Regions from separate parts of the Mus musculus genome. Here all the other regions are linked to region 4. A link is a contact called in public HiChIP or PLAC-seq and promoter capture Hi-C data. All regions are on one chromosome and are shown on one strand. The core of a region is the stretch at or near the end of the contact, and the rest is flanking DNA. Distances in the headings are between cores, read along the strand shown. Region 1 has its middle 250 kb from the start of Pcsk1. Region 2 has its middle 180 kb from the start of Mir682. Region 3 has its middle 250 kb from the start of Mir682. Region 4 holds the start of Glrx (glutaredoxin). Region 5 has its middle 280 kb from the start of Pcsk1.

What was found. Promoter capture Hi-C pulls out the DNA fragments that hold promoters and counts their contacts. HiChIP or PLAC-seq counts read pairs in DNA pulled down with a chosen protein or histone mark.
Region 1: an H3K4me3 HiChIP or PLAC-seq map of bone marrow-derived macrophages shows a contact between it and region 4, with 5 times the contacts expected there. The contact joins the enhancer-like site here to the promoter of Glrx in region 4. A contact is called at or near these places in 6 of 39 promoter capture datasets (the 3T3-L1 cell line, cranial neural crest, embryonic stem cells and 3 more), 4 of 115 datasets of contacts at active chromatin or transcription factors (the 230-238 cell line, bone marrow-derived macrophages and large pre-B cells) and 2 of 9 other capture datasets (adipose tissue and macrophages).
Region 2: a contact with region 4 is called in a promoter capture Hi-C map of stem cell-derived epiblast-like cells, with 4 times the contacts expected there. The contact joins the enhancer-like site here to the promoter of Glrx in region 4. A contact is called at or near these places in 5 of 39 promoter capture datasets (embryonic stem cells, hippocampal neurons, liver and 2 more), 1 of 15 datasets of contacts at CTCF or cohesin (the NIH/3T3 cell line), 2 of 115 datasets of contacts at active chromatin or transcription factors (embryonic stem cells and large pre-B cells) and 1 of 9 other capture datasets (macrophages).
Region 3: a contact with region 4 is called in an H3K27ac HiChIP or PLAC-seq map of embryonic stem cells, with 3 times the contacts expected there. The contact joins the enhancer-like site here to the promoter of Glrx in region 4. A contact is called at or near these places in 1 of 39 promoter capture datasets (the C10 cell line) and 1 of 115 datasets of contacts at active chromatin or transcription factors (embryonic stem cells).
Region 5: a promoter capture Hi-C map of the 3T3-L1 cell line shows a contact between it and region 4, with 3 times the contacts expected there. The contact joins the enhancer-like site here to the promoter of Glrx in region 4. A contact is called at or near these places in 7 of 39 promoter capture datasets (the 3T3-L1 cell line, the C10 cell line, embryonic stem cells and 3 more), 2 of 115 datasets of contacts at active chromatin or transcription factors (the 230-238 cell line and embryonic stem cells) and 2 of 9 other capture datasets (adipose tissue and macrophages).

The regions. Positions count from the first base shown.
Region 1 is chr13:75,342,262-75,345,099 of GRCm38.p6, forward strand. No RefSeq gene overlaps it. Among named protein-coding and RNA genes, the nearest start is that of Pcsk1, 250 kb to the left of the region's middle. Within about 2 kb of position 1,345, at least 5 of the 459 cell types and tissues checked have an H3K27ac peak or open chromatin away from gene starts, as enhancers often do. A contact at or near this core is called in bone marrow-derived macrophages and liver, where this site is marked.
Region 2 is chr13:75,458,918-75,461,643 of GRCm38.p6, forward strand. No RefSeq gene overlaps it. Among named protein-coding and RNA genes, the nearest start is that of Mir682, 180 kb to the right of the region's middle. Within about 2 kb of position 1,289, at least 20 of the 459 cell types and tissues checked have an H3K27ac peak or open chromatin away from gene starts, as enhancers often do. A contact at or near this core is called in stem cell-derived epiblast-like cells, where this site is marked.
Region 3 is chr13:75,398,376-75,401,258 of GRCm38.p6, forward strand. No RefSeq gene overlaps it. Among named protein-coding and RNA genes, the nearest start is that of Mir682, 250 kb to the right of the region's middle. Within about 2 kb of position 1,281, at least 2 of the 459 cell types and tissues checked have an H3K27ac peak or open chromatin away from gene starts, as enhancers often do. A contact at or near this core is called in embryonic stem cells, where this site is marked.
Region 4 is chr13:75,838,463-75,841,335 of GRCm38.p6, forward strand. Glrx (glutaredoxin) reads left to right here and starts at 1,424. Exons shown (of 3, transcript NM_053108.4): 1 at 1,424-1,713. The coding sequence starts at 1,507. Gm41005 (a long non-coding RNA gene) reads right to left here and starts at 2,606. Exons shown (of 2, transcript XR_873685.2): 1 at 2,305-2,606.
Region 5 is chr13:75,365,996-75,368,695 of GRCm38.p6, forward strand. No RefSeq gene overlaps it. Among named protein-coding and RNA genes, the nearest start is that of Pcsk1, 280 kb to the left of the region's middle. Within about 2 kb of position 1,321, at least 33 of the 459 cell types and tissues checked have an H3K27ac peak or open chromatin away from gene starts, as enhancers often do. A contact at or near this core is called in the 230-238 cell line and stem cell-derived epiblast-like cells, where this site is marked.

The DNA.
Region 1 (2,838 bases), core at 95-2,594, 500 kb before region 4:
TTCTTGACTTTCACGGGATTTGTAAATTGTATCTTGGGTATTCTGAGTTTCTCCCTCTCCCTCTCCCTCTCCCTCTCCCTCTCCCTCTCCCTCTCCCTCTCCCTCTCCCTCTCCCTCTCCCTCTCCCTCTCCCTCTCCCTCTCCCTCTCCCTCTCCCTCTCCCTCTCCCTCTCCCTCTCCCTCTCCCTCTCCCTCTCCCTCTCCCTCTCCCTCTCCCTCTCCCTCTCCCTCTCCCTCTCCCTCTCCCTCTCCCTCTCCCTCTCCCTCCCTCTCTCTCTCTCTCTCTCTCTCTCTCTCTCTCTCTCTCTCTGCCTTTACTACCTCTTAACTCCCCTGCCCATGCCCTTAATAAACTCTATTCTATAGTACACTGTCATGTGGCTGGTCCCTTCGGGGGAAGGGATACCTCAGCATGGGCCCACTGAGGTTCCCCCTTCCCCCATACCTCATCACACCTCCATAGAACGTACCCTTTTTTTAAAATCTTTTTATAAACACATAAGAGATTAAAAAGGAGTATCATTTAATAGGACATTTGAAAACAAAGGTTTAACAGAGATTTTAAAAAGACTATTGAAATCCAATCAAAGGAACTTCACAAGAAAAAAATTATTAAATATTACCACAGATATTTGAAACCCTGTTTTCCCTTTCAGCTTCCACATTTTATGAATAAGAAAAGTCTCCCAATTCAATTTTCCTGAGTGAAAACTGGGGCTCTGAGTACTGACCTATTTTTCCCTCCTTTCAAAACACTATAACCACATATAAAATGTTTACTATGAACAATTTAATGCAATAAACTATTCACTCAATAAATTTCAGACCCTGTGCAACAACAGAACCTACTCATTTTATAAAGCAGTCCACCACCAGAACTGCAGTGTTTACCAATGTAGGAAGGGAAGGGAACACTGTCTGACATTTACCTCTCCTGCTTCCCTCAAGCTTTGCTTTGTTTATACTGCTGCCATTGTCATGAAAATCCTATCTCCTTCCCAAGCTAAGCCATTAGCAGCAGTTATGTGTCTCAGGTTGTGATAAAACACCTTGACTAAACAACCTGAGGGCTTGATTTGGCTCACAGTTCCACTGTGCAGTTCATTGATAGTTCTGGTGATACCATTGCATCTGCAGTCAGAACACAGAATGAAGACTGTTCACGCCCCACTAGAGTTCTGTTTTATTTCATCTAGGCCCTCAGCTTGTGGATACTACTCACACTCGGGGTAGGTCTTCTCACTTAAATTAATATGATCTAAAGAACCCCTCACAGATATGCCGAGTCTTATCTCTTCAGTGATTCTAGGTTCTGTCAAGCTCACAGTCAATATTAATCATTACTCCATGGCATTGCAACACTAAACCAAGCAAGCTTGGGGACAGCCACACAATAGCCACGTGATGTCCTGATGTAAAACAGATTGAAGGATAAATGTGGAAAATGCCTTTTTGCAGCATCCCTTAAATAACGAACGAGAAGTGATTCTGAAAATGTTATTTGACTTGTGTTCATATTCGCTTGTCTCTATGGTATATGGGAATCATCAGCTGTGTTCCTTATAGAATTTTTGGAAGCTCATTCTGTAAAACTCTGAGGAGCCTTAACTTACCAGAGACCCCCTGAGTAAACAACTCAGCCAGGGATGGATGCAAAAGCAAGACAAATTTTATTGTTCCAGCATGCTGTGGTCATCCTGCACAGGAAGGAGAGAGAGAGAACAACCCCACTCAGCCCATTCAGCAAGTTTTTATAGTTTTCAGAGCAGCAACCATTAGGCACAACGTGATTGGCAGAACAGTGTGACTTTTAAACTGATTGGTTTAGGGAATGAGGTGGCAAGGACTTCACTTGTCTGTAGGTGGCCAACAGTCAGTCCACAATGTGTGTACACGCTCTGCCCTTACCCCCCCCCCCCCCATACACACAAGTGGCCAAAGATCAGTGCCCTCCACCCCCTGTTATCTGAGGAAGGTAATTACCCTTTCCCTTCTGGAGGGGAGGGGTACCTAAGTGCTACATGAACTTTCTCTTCCAGGAGAGGAGGCGTCTGGTGGAATTTTCCAAAGGTCCTGAACGGACTTCTTCAATTCACAAATAAATGATTTGATAGATCTTTTTTTAAAGCCTAATTGTATATCTTTTCAACCCTAGATTTTATGGTACAATAAAACGATTGTTTCAAAGCAAAGACAAGGAATCGAGTGAAGCTTTCATTATGCAAACGGAGTTGGTAAATCCAGAATAAAACTTAAATTTCTAAATAGTTTTTGAAGATTTAGTTCATGTATTTTGAGGTATTATTATTTGATTCTTAATTTTTTCTAAATATGAGACTTGGTTTATTTTTATTTCTGTGTAAATGTGTATGTACATGTACATGTGCATGTGTGAAAGTATGTTCATGTGTGCAAATGTCTAAAGATGCCAGAAGATGGCAATGAATTTCCTTTTGATGTAATTTTATCTACTTGTTCTTAAATGAACATGCTGGGTAAATTTGAAGTCATGGGCTATAATTAACTTTGTAAGCATGACATATAAAATTTGCTGAACATTATATTACTTAAAATAGCTACTTCTTCATTATTAAGAGGAACTCCAGAGGCAGGATGTTCTAGATTTGATATCATGGATGTTGTAGTCATGAATAAACCAATCTCGTTTTTCCTACTGTTTTCCCTTCTCAGTCCTGTGTCTTGCTACCTCATTGTTTCAAGATATCAACTAATCTTCATATTTCCATTCAAATATGTAAAAATCAGTGAAGAAAATAGATAGATAGATAGATAGATAGATAGATAGATAGATAGATAGATAGATTGGTAATTCTACCA
Region 2 (2,726 bases), core at 39-2,538, 380 kb before region 4:
TATCTTGGGTGAGAGGCAGTAAGAGCCAGAGGAACAGGGCGATTACTGTGAGACTGTCTCATAGCAATATCAGAAAAGCTCTACCGATGAGTCTCACCACCATGGCCTAATGAGATGCCTAAACAAGATCTGAACAATGACAACAACAGACATGTACACAACAGAGAGGAGGTGGAAACCTCACGGATATCAGGTGCTTCTTAACTGTAGTCAGCATGCTAGACTACACTGTCAATCCATGGCAGTGGCAGAGTGTTATCTGGGGCCAGCAGGAGCCGAATGAAGAAGGCAGGAGCTCTTTTGTTCCTTATGGCCTTTAGATTTTACCTTTTATCACAGCTTCTTTTTCCCCTCTAATATTGATCAGTTAAATACAATTTGTTTATAAAACATAGTATGTAATCCTATGTCCTAGACAAAGAAAATATCCTTGGATAATGGCAATTGAATATATATTGACTGCTATTCATATACCTCCTCATAAGCTTTATACATGCTGTTCCCTCTGCCTGGAAGGGAAGCAACTTTCAGAAAGTACTCAGCACACCTACTTCTTACTAATTCAATCCATTGAATGTCATTTCTTGAGAGGTTGATGCTGTTAGCATGTCTAAGGAGGCTTCCCTGTCCTTTAAGAACATTGCTGTAGAATTCTGTTCATGTCTACCTAGTAAAGAATGAGAGTCAGTGTGATTCAGACAGAAAGTAATTTATCTCCTCCTATCTCTACCAAGTTGAATCTGCTGCCTTCCTGTGTGGCTCCTGTCTCTAGATAAGTCCCCCACTAGCCACCTCCTCAGCTGATCCAGGCGCTTCCAAGTCCTTCCAAGTCCAAGAAGAGTTAGTCTTCTTGCTCAGGTGAGTTGAGTATCTACACTCCAAACCTAAGCTAACCTACAATTTCTCTCCCTCCGTGTTCAGGTCCTGTTCATGCCTAGGAGCTGGTTGGGAAGGCAGCTTCGTCAGCTTTCTCTCGTTCCACTTGGGTTCGGAAATAGGGGTGTGTTGGGAGGCAAAGAAGGAAGATAAGTCTGACTTGTCAGATAAGGCTTTGATGTGGGCTGTGTGCCTCTGCACCTGGGTGACAGCCAGGCCTCCTTGGCCTGTTCTTCCTGGAGTTTTAGAAACACCGCTCCCATTGTGGCAAATATCTTTCCCAGAATTACCTTATTGAGCCAGGATCCTTCTTCTTGGCCCAGGAAAGTTTCCTGCCTTCCTGCTCATTCTGAGGGCACACCTCTTATCAGATTCACCTCACTCTTCCACACATTTCTCCCTGGGGACATGCTTTCAACTGGCCTAGTCAGTCCCTTCATCACCAGATATCACTTTGAAAGCACTGCACATTCTCAGTGCTCTCAGTGTGGCAACTCTCCAAGCCTTACCTGCACCCTGGATGTCCCTGACTCCATGAAACACAGGAGAATGTATTCTCAGAATGCATGCAGAGGCCTTCCACTCTATTAAATGAGAAGGCACACAGACCCTCGATGTAGTGATGGAGACCACACAGCACCATGACAACTCTCAAGCAAGCTTTCCTACCTGAACTTGAAACTTCAAACACTGGGCCTTCTCTTCAATGCCCTGGGGTAAGATGATGGCTTACTACTTGTGGAACAGGTTTTGAGGTATCTTTTCTGCAGAGGTAGTCAGTTGGCACCTCAATTTCAAAAGCAAAGGAACTTGACACCTACTGCTTTGTTCTTTGGTGCCTCAGCCCAGAAACTGAGACCAAGATCCTGTTATTCTTGTTTGTGGTCAGTCACCCCTATTAAGGTGTAAATCCCTTGAGGCAGGGACCATGAATATTAGATTCACAGATGTATCAGCAGAGCCCAGCTGGAAGCCCTGCACTGGCTTCCAATAGGTGCTTTACAAAATGTTCTTGGATATATAATAAAATATAGAGATACCATCATTTAACTGGAGATTTTTTAAAGACAGGAGACTTTCATGTCTATCGGTACAATTTCTAATCTTATAAAAGATAACTTCTCTTCAAAGAAGCACCTGGAGGGCCTTAGTCTAAATCTTAGAGCTAAAGCTTTCATTTAACCTGCCCCCCACCCCAGTTGCCTGTGGCACATAAAGCAAATGCTTACATGAGAGTTAGCAGATTGGATTCTAGCTGGTGAGGCTAATGGCAATTCTTTGTCTCGACATGCAATGCCCATTCTGCTGACACACTCTTTTAGAGAGCTTTTGCAGGATGTGAAAGTGGCATCCAGACTCTTGACATTTAGCAAAAATTCTCGACCCCTGCAAAGAAAACGCTCCCAGTGAACCCTGACTCCAGGCTTTACCCTTATGCACCTCATTGAGCTCTCTCCACAAGGGAACAGGAAAAGAAGTGGGCAGGCATCACTGCAAATCAGGGAGGCTGATGCCACTTTCTTCATATTTGGCAAAAGAGTAGGAGGAGAAAATAAAAGCAAATTTCCCCAGATTCATCGCATGAGAAAACTGACCAAGTGCTCCAGGGTGAGGGTGGAGCACTTACTCAGCTCCAGGATGAGGGTGGAGCACTTACTCAGCACAATGGGCTAGACAACACTCCCATGTAAAAATGCTTCTGTGTACGACTGTGTACTGTGTACTGTAAGGTAGGAAGAAGTAGTTTAGAGTTCAGACCCCAGCCCTGGGAGGAATGGGAAGCAGGGTCAGAAATCCCTTTCCTTGCAAGTTTGTGCCTGTTCTCTGCAGTCAGCCCCATCATACACTTC
Region 3 (2,883 bases), core at 31-2,530, 440 kb before region 4:
GTTCTCTATCTTTGTTGGGTCTTTTTGTGGTTTAGGTATCAGAGTAATTGTGGCTTCATAGAATGAGTTGGGTAGAGTACCTTCTGTTTCTATTTTGTGGAATAGTTTGTGAAGAACTGGGATTAGATCTTCTTTGAAGGTCTGATAGAACTCTGCACTAAACCCATCTGGTCCTGGACTTTTTTTGGTTGGGGGACTATTAATGATTGCTTCTATTTCTTTAGGGGATATAGGACTGTTTAGATCATTAAACTGATCTTGATTTAACTTTGGTACCTGGTATCTGTCTAGAAACTTCTCCATTTCATCCAGGTTCTCCAGTTTTGTTGAGTATAGCCTTTTTTAGAAGGATCTGATGGTGTATTGGATTTCTGCAGGATCTGTTGTTATGTCTCCCTTTTCATTTCTGATTTTGTTAATTAGAATGCTTTCCCTGTGCCCTTTAGTGATTTTTCTAAGGGTTTATCTATCTTGTTGATTTTCTCAAAGAACCAGCTCCTCGATTGGTTGATTCTTTGAATAGTTCTTTTTGTTTCCACTTGGTTGATTTTGCCCCTGAGTTTGATTATTTCCTGCTGTCTACTCCTCTTGGGTGAATTTGCTTCCTTTTGTTCTAGAGCTTTTAGGTGTGTTGTCAAGGTGCTAATGTGTGCTCTCTCTAGTTTCTTTTTGGAGGCACTCAGAGCTATGAGTTTTCCTCTTAGAAATGCTTTCATTGTGTCCCATAAGTTTGGGTATGTTGTGGCTTCATTTTCATTAAACTCCAAAAAGTCCTTAATTTCTTTATTTATTCCTTCCTTGACCAAGGTATCATTGAGTTTAAGTAGAGTCATAACATAATGGTATATATAATGCCCCAACTAGATTTCTTATGCCACCAAATAAAACTTCAAGTACTGAGAATAGGCTACATCCTGTTGAGTCTTTGGCCAACAGGGTCACATAGACTATCACTTCTAACATCACTGACTATTGCCATGGCTATTGTTTATTTTCCATAAGCTCATGGTAGGGCCCTATTACTAAAGACATAACTATTTATGTCATTGAACATGAAGAATTTAAGCTGGTGTTCAATTAAAAGTTTCATTTCTACTGACCAGCATTTACGGTACTGGATGCTACCTGAGAAGAAAAGTAATCATTAGTATCATCTGGATATACATCCTGTAATGTACAATAGCAAAGGTCTGAAAGATACACTGGAGTGCTATGCCCACTCCAGTGAAGTCTGACTGACAAGCTGAAAGGCCTGAAGGCAGTAACAAGGTGAGGAGTTTCAAGGAAACTATGCCTCCTGGAACCTTGGCGTTTTTATAGCCCGTATACTCAAACCCTGTCCCTGTGTTAATCTCATGTATGGATCCATGTGATCTCTTTCAGTATTGTTTTATTATAAGTGCCCTTAAGGATTGATTTTTTGATATAGCTAAGCCTCCACCAGTTCCAATGGTTCCTAGAAAGTCCTTGAAGCTGATGGTGAGCTTGGAATTCAGTAAGAATATTACCTATTCAGTAACATTCAAATTCACTTCTAGTAGAGACAGTGAAACTAACTTATTAGGCATTACAAAGAACAGAGCTAGAAAAGCTCAGGGCTAGTCTGCATAGTGATTACTTAGGACAATAGCCGAGTCTCACCCAAACACGGAAATACACAATGGCCTAGCAAATAGGTAGGTTAACCATGAAAGAGTTAGTAGAAGGAAATTCCCCTGGTACAGGTTTCTTCACTAAGCCCAAAGGAATAGCATAATCAGGTATTTACTAAGAACCCCTGGTGGTGGGTTTAACAATAGACTAGCATTATATCAGAGCATTCACCTGGCTCCATTTTTAGTGGTAAACACGGCCTGGCCCCCACCATCTTTTGATGTATGCATTCCTTCTGTTTTGTGTCACTGTAACTTGGCGGATGTGTTCACCTGTTTTTGTTTTGTTTTTTGTTTTTTGTTTGTTTGTTTGTTTGTTTTTCTTCTTTATAAAAAATTCTGCTATTCATTTGGACAATACATTCAGATCCAGCACACTCTCTCGAGTCTGCATCTATCTGTCAATTCTCACTGACTCTTTGCCCATCTGCAACCAGAAACCCAAAAGAGGTTAATCTGTGGCACTGGAGCATTAGTGAGAAAAATGTTATAGGAGTAACTGTCTTAGGGTTTCTATTCCTGCACAAACACCATGAACAAGAAGCAGTTGGAGAGGAAAGGGTTTATTCAGCTTACACTTTCCACATTGCTGTTAATCACCAAAGGATGATGTCAGGACTGGAACTCAAGCAGGTCAGGAAGCAGAAGCTGATGCAGAGGCCATGGAGGGATGTTATTTACTGGCTTGCTCCCACTGGCTTACTCAGCTTGCTCTCTTATAGAACCCAAGACTACCAGCCCAGAGATGGTACCACCCACAAGGGGCCTTCCCCCTTGATCACTAATTGAGAAAATGCCTTACAGCTAGATCTCATGGAGTCACTTCCCCAACTGAAGCTCCTTTCTGGGTGATAACTCCAGCCTGTGCCAAGTTGACACAAAACCAACCAGTACATCAACCAATCACTTTTTTATTGGATCTAAGGCCCACTCCATGAGATGGAACCCATATCTGACACTGCTCAAGAGGCCAAAAACGTAAACCTAGATAAGTTATGGATCTTAGGGGAAACCTAATACTGTAATTCTTCTTTTAAAAAAAAAAAGACTCCTAATAACATCCTGCTATACTCATAGATCAGAGTATCAGACAGCTCTTCTCAGAGAAGCTTCTTCTTTGTAGTAGACAGTAATTAACACAGATATCTACAACTAGACAATGTTCAGAGTATGAGAGACTTTGGAGCACTCAGCCCTAAATAGGATATCTTTATCAAACCTGTCTCCTTAA
Region 4 (2,873 bases), core at 174-2,673:
CAAAGAGGAGGTAAGGAAAACAGGAGTGGCAAATATTGAGACAGGGCAGAATGCAAGAGACCGAAGATCATGGTGGTTCTCAAAATGATCTTTGAGATAGATGAGAGAGTCAGATTGTTAGGAAAAGGAGGAAGGGAAAGACCAGACAAATGAGAAGGAGAGAAAGACTCTAAAGGAACAGCCTGAGCTGGGTGCTTATTCCCCAGGGTCATGTGAACAGCAAGAACCCTCAAGAGGTCCTTGAAACAGCTGGCATCAGAAGGTTGCCAGAAAGTTAAGACTCTAGCCCTAAACTTGTTCAGAATTGTGGGAAGCTATGGGCTGAGAGGTCTACAACCCTGCCATGGGCCAGCCACCTCAGCCATGCAGCCAGGCCGCTTCTCCGTTGGCAGAACTCTCTCTCCGCTTCTTCTGTGGCCCTGACTATTACCATCTGACTGTTATTTTGCCATTTGATGTGGGTAACAGTGAGAGTGACAAAGAAAGCAGCCCCCAGAAGTCAGTTTACTTCTCTTTGGTCACAATGTGCACCAGAGCCGTCACCAGGACATGACTGTAGTCTGACCTCCTGTAAGATACTCTGGTTCTACTGTGGAGCTGGTTGCTTGCTTGGAAAGGTGCTTCAGTCTGACAGGAGTTTTCTCTTCGACTTGCTTATCTACCTCAGCACCACCTCCCAAAGCACCTCAGCTCACTGTCAAAACAAGTCAGACAGGAAAAGATCCACATTCTGTCTGGAATCTCAGGTCAGGGGTTATGGGAGAATTTGTTTCTTACTGAACTGCTATTCAAAGGTCACCAGCCCTAAGGCTTTTGGAGTAAGAGAGACCTATTAAAAAGCTTAGCTTCACAGGTAGGCCCCGTGGCAAAGTTCAGTCACAAATCTACCCCACTGAAAAGGGCTCATTGTTCACCATGAACTCAGAGCATGGCACCCCACTTTTTAAAGACAGAGAGAAAGTACAGACAAGCACATTTTTACATGTCAAGAACCAAGTCCACTAATCACACAAGTACCCACCTTACAGGGCAAAGAAAGCATGCCGGTGCAACCCACAAGGCCCAATCACTATGCAGTCCCCACATCCTATGAAGAGCCAAAGCTTTCCTGAATGGTTGTGTTTTTATTTTTCAAAACAACCGTGTTTCCAAAAGAAGAGAGAGAGAGAATTTGTTCTAAGAGGACCTGGGGCCTCCTACCCAGAAACTGGTCTGCGCTGTCTCTGCTACCCTAGAGGGTGACTTAGTTCTGTTCTTGGGGAGGACACAAGACAGCCTGTTATAGCTTACACAGCCAGTGTGCAATGGTAGGCCTAGGAAGTACTGACTCATACCAAAATGAACTGACTTTGGGGCTGGCCCTTTAAAACTGAAGCATCCTACTTGGTAACTCCTCCTCCAAGGAGGTTCCTTATTAAATGAGAGCTGCTGGCTAAGCGCCGCTGCATTACCGGACCATTACTTTCAACTGCACGTTCCTCCCTGGAGAAGCTGCAGCCTGTCAGCATGGCTCAGGAGTTTGTGAACTGCAAGATCCAGTCTGGGAAGGTGGTCGTGTTCATCAAGCCCACCTGCCCCTACTGCAGAAAGACCCAAGAAATCCTCAGTCAACTGCCTTTCAAACAAGGTCTTCTGGAGTTTGTGGACATCACAGCCACTAACAACACCAGTGCGATTCAAGATTATTTACAACAGCTCACCGGAGCGAGAACAGTGAGTGTGTTTAAATGCTAAGGAAGCGCTGGGGTGTTGCTGTTTCCTTTCCAGAGCTTTGTAGACAGCTAGCTGTGCCTTTTCTAGGATGCCGTTGCCTGGGCTCTGTCCTTCAAAGCAGCCAGAGGACTTTGCAGGGTGTGGGGGAGGGACTCAAGGGAAGACACTGCTCAAATGAGTGGGCAGCAGGACTGCCTGGGAGGACCAGAAGGCAGAACGCTGGTTGGTGTGTGGATAGTGGGCCTGACAGCTGGGCTGGCGGCAGTTAAGTGTTTATCTGAAGGCTTTGTTTTAAGCACTATTTTGAACTGGCAGTGTTCTTCTGGCAAGGCAGGAGGCAGCTTCGAGGCTGGATGTGATCTCTAGCTTTTATGTTATGGATGGGGGCCATAGGCACTCTCTTCCCCCTGTTAGCATGTAGTGGGGTCTGCGGCCCTTCCTTTTCTTTGCACTAGGCTTTCTTTCTTTATCACCTAGTTTGTCCATTCTTACCTAGCCCCACCCACTAGAAAAGTAAATCCTGGACTCCATTTTTGCCTGTGCTGCCTTAATTGTAGGATATTTTCAGGTCTGGTTATCATGATAACTTACTGTATGATCTGATGGATTCTTGCCTTGGAGATCCATCCTCAGTGACGCAGGCTGCAAGATTAGAGGGAGCGCTTCAAAGTCCTGTTCCACAAATCCATATGCAGCTCTCTAAGAACACCTTCCTCCTCAGAAAAGGCTTTCTTTGTGCCTGGGCTGCTGCTGGAATGCCCAGCTCAACAGACTCCAGTGCTGGAAAGTGAGCTTGTTGTACAGTTAACTGGAGTGTTGGGGACAAAGCCGAGGCAGCCCCAACAAGCCAAGAACCTTGGCCACCTGCCTCCAATACCAACTAAAGTGACGCGTGACAGTGAAAAGCAGAGGAAAGAAACTTCCTCAGTGAGGCTTCATTGGGAAGCTGAAAAAATACAGATGTCCATGGATGCCCAAGTCCATAAAATGTATGGTGTGTGTGTCTGTGTACCCTTGTTTACACAACAGCCCAGTGGTTAATGTTGGATGACTTATTTAATCACTCTCAGCCTTACTTTGGTGAGACACCGTCCTTCACTGAATCTGGAGTTCACAGGCTGGGATGGACTGGACTAGCTAGCAGCCAGAACGCCCCTGGG
Region 5 (2,700 bases), core at 71-2,570, 470 kb before region 4:
CTTTAAAGGACTGTCTTTGGACATTTAAGAACTCATTCTAAATTGCCTGGACAAGACCTCTTAAAACAATGCCACCCCAAATTTACATCCCAGACAGATTATAGGCCTTACACAAGAATAATTGTCCATATTATCTCATTCTTTACATCATCAAAATAGTAGTGGCTTGAGATAATAATTTGGTATTTTTTAGAGAATGTGCATGTCAAATTGTAAAGAATTGTTCTCATTGTCCTCAGTTTCTACCTGTTCAATATAATTGTGTTAATTCTTGAGGACTTATACTTAATCAATTATTGCAAATGAATACTCATATTTCTGATTTTTAAAAAGTAAAATATGCACATGTGACTATTGATACCTTTTCAGGCTTTCTAGTTGCAACTGCTCTAACAAGAGAAGCAACTAAAAGTGTAATTAGTCATGGCCTATCTTAATATTTTTTGTATTCTTGGTGTTCCAAATTAGATTAAAACAGATATTGGAACTGGCTATTAAAGTCAAATATTTGAGATGTTTTGTGAACAATTTAATGTTACCCATGTTACTGAGATTTTTTTATATTTCTCAAGGACAGGGTATTGTGGAACTTTAAAATTATATCTTCTTTAAAAACAATAAAGGGGGAAATTATATCCCCATGTACATTATTTAAATCACACTTTTTATTTTTTTAAATTTTAAAATATTGGATGCCAAAGAACTCCTTGTTAAGTGCCTTACAGTATCTTAACACTAGGCATACTCATGCCTAGGTGAGATGGAGGATCCACTTATTGGTATATGGCATGATCCTGATCATATATTTAATATGGGGAAGAGGGCACATTTGTGTTTTTTTCCATAGAATGCTGTAGGAGCATGGCAGTTGCCAGAATGATTCGTGTGACAGACTGATCTGTGAGCTTGCTTAGTGCCCTGACAATGGTGATAAGAAAGCTGTATTGGGTTTGGGTTCTTGACCCACCTTTGCTTGGCTTTGTCCCAGATTAGACAAGCTAAGCTGCCTTGCTTCAAGCTTTTTAACCTGTGGGACAGAGAACATAAGTGACTGTGGAAACCGACTTCGAAAAATTAATCAAAAGGAGGAGTGTAGAATCCAAAATAAATTCAAGACCACCTAGCCCCTTCCCCCTCTGAAGGGACTTTCCAAACTATATAGTTTTACCAAGTCTACAGCTGCCAAAACAAGATTAGCTGTTCTTGGAAAAATAACCATAACAAAAATAACAGTTCTCAGAAAAATTCTTCTGCCCTGCCTCACACTAAATTCCAAGAAAAACCACAAGGGCAGGCAGAGTGAGTCACTAGGCCAAAGGTAGTCACCCTATGAGAACCAACCAATGCCTGAAAGGGTTACTTGCTGCACCATTAGAGAAAGCCAGCTAGCCCTGTTGCCTAAATCTGCCCCTTACAATGAATAAAAAGTGTGTTCTTTCTTTGTTTGGGGTCTCTCTTCTTGCCTGCATACTGAGGGGGGTCCCCAACACATTGGATCAATAAAAAAACCTCTTGCAGTTTGCAGCAATGTCGATCTCTGTGGTCTTTGTTAGTGAGGGTCTTTTGGCGGACTCCAACAGGAATTATAATGACTCTTCTCTTTCCTTTAATGTGACCAGTTATTCTGACTCAATCATGGACTGCTCTAGTAATAAATCCAATATTAGAGAGTCCTATTATGAAGATAGCTAAAAACCTTTTAGCCAGCAGAGTTAACTTGGAGCATAACCTATTTACATGAGAAGTAACAGCTTTTCTGTTGATTCTCAAAGTCACCTGCCCCACACAAGGAGGCCAGAGTTTGGGCTTTATCATTGCTAATTTGCAACTGAATAGAGTACCTGGACTTATGGACAGACAAACTTAATCATGTTGCTTTCAACTTTGGGTTTGCATTTCAAGCAGGTCGGTTACCTCCATGCAGGATCACCTTCAGCAAGTGCAGATGGCAGAAATTCAGCTATATGAAGAGATGCATTGAGTGTATATTGTGGCTTTCCTCTGATTGGGAAAAGGGTGTGCAATGAGGGCCAGCAGCCAAGGATGGGCCACTGTATCTATGGCTTATTTCAATCTAAGACAGAGGCATGTGCCAAGAAGCAAAAGCAAGAAGTTTGTTCATAATAACACCAAAGAGCCGTGTTTGTGCAAATAAATACATATAAGCTGCATGTATTCTCCAGGACAGATAAGAATAAGTCCAATAGATTCAGTCCTAAGAGAGGCACAGGCACAAGCCACCATAATTCCCAGGCAGGACCATGGAGCCTATACCCCAGTCCAGCTAATTTTTTATTAAATAACTAGAGAGGAATTATAGCCTCCCCTAGCCTTGAGCAGGCTGGCGCAGACCTGTTCTGCCACTGTCAGCTAGCCCACCTAGGGTAGCGTCCTCAGACCTAGATAGGTCTATTGTTCTGTCATAACTGCGGTTTTCTGCAAGACAACGCTACCTGCTACCCGCTGAGAGGCTGAACCTGTCTTCCTGAGGCAATCCTGAATAAGCAACAGCCTGGTAACAGAGTGAAGAGAGCCTGGTGACAAGGTGACAAAGCATTGAGAGCCTGGCATGGTGGGGGATGGGCTCAGACTCTCTCTTTTTTTTTTTTTTTTTAGAAGGCAGCTGTTTAATCACCTCCTTGGATACACTCAAGGATAACTCACACTTGGCAGCCACATAGAGTGGCTGGAAACAAGGGG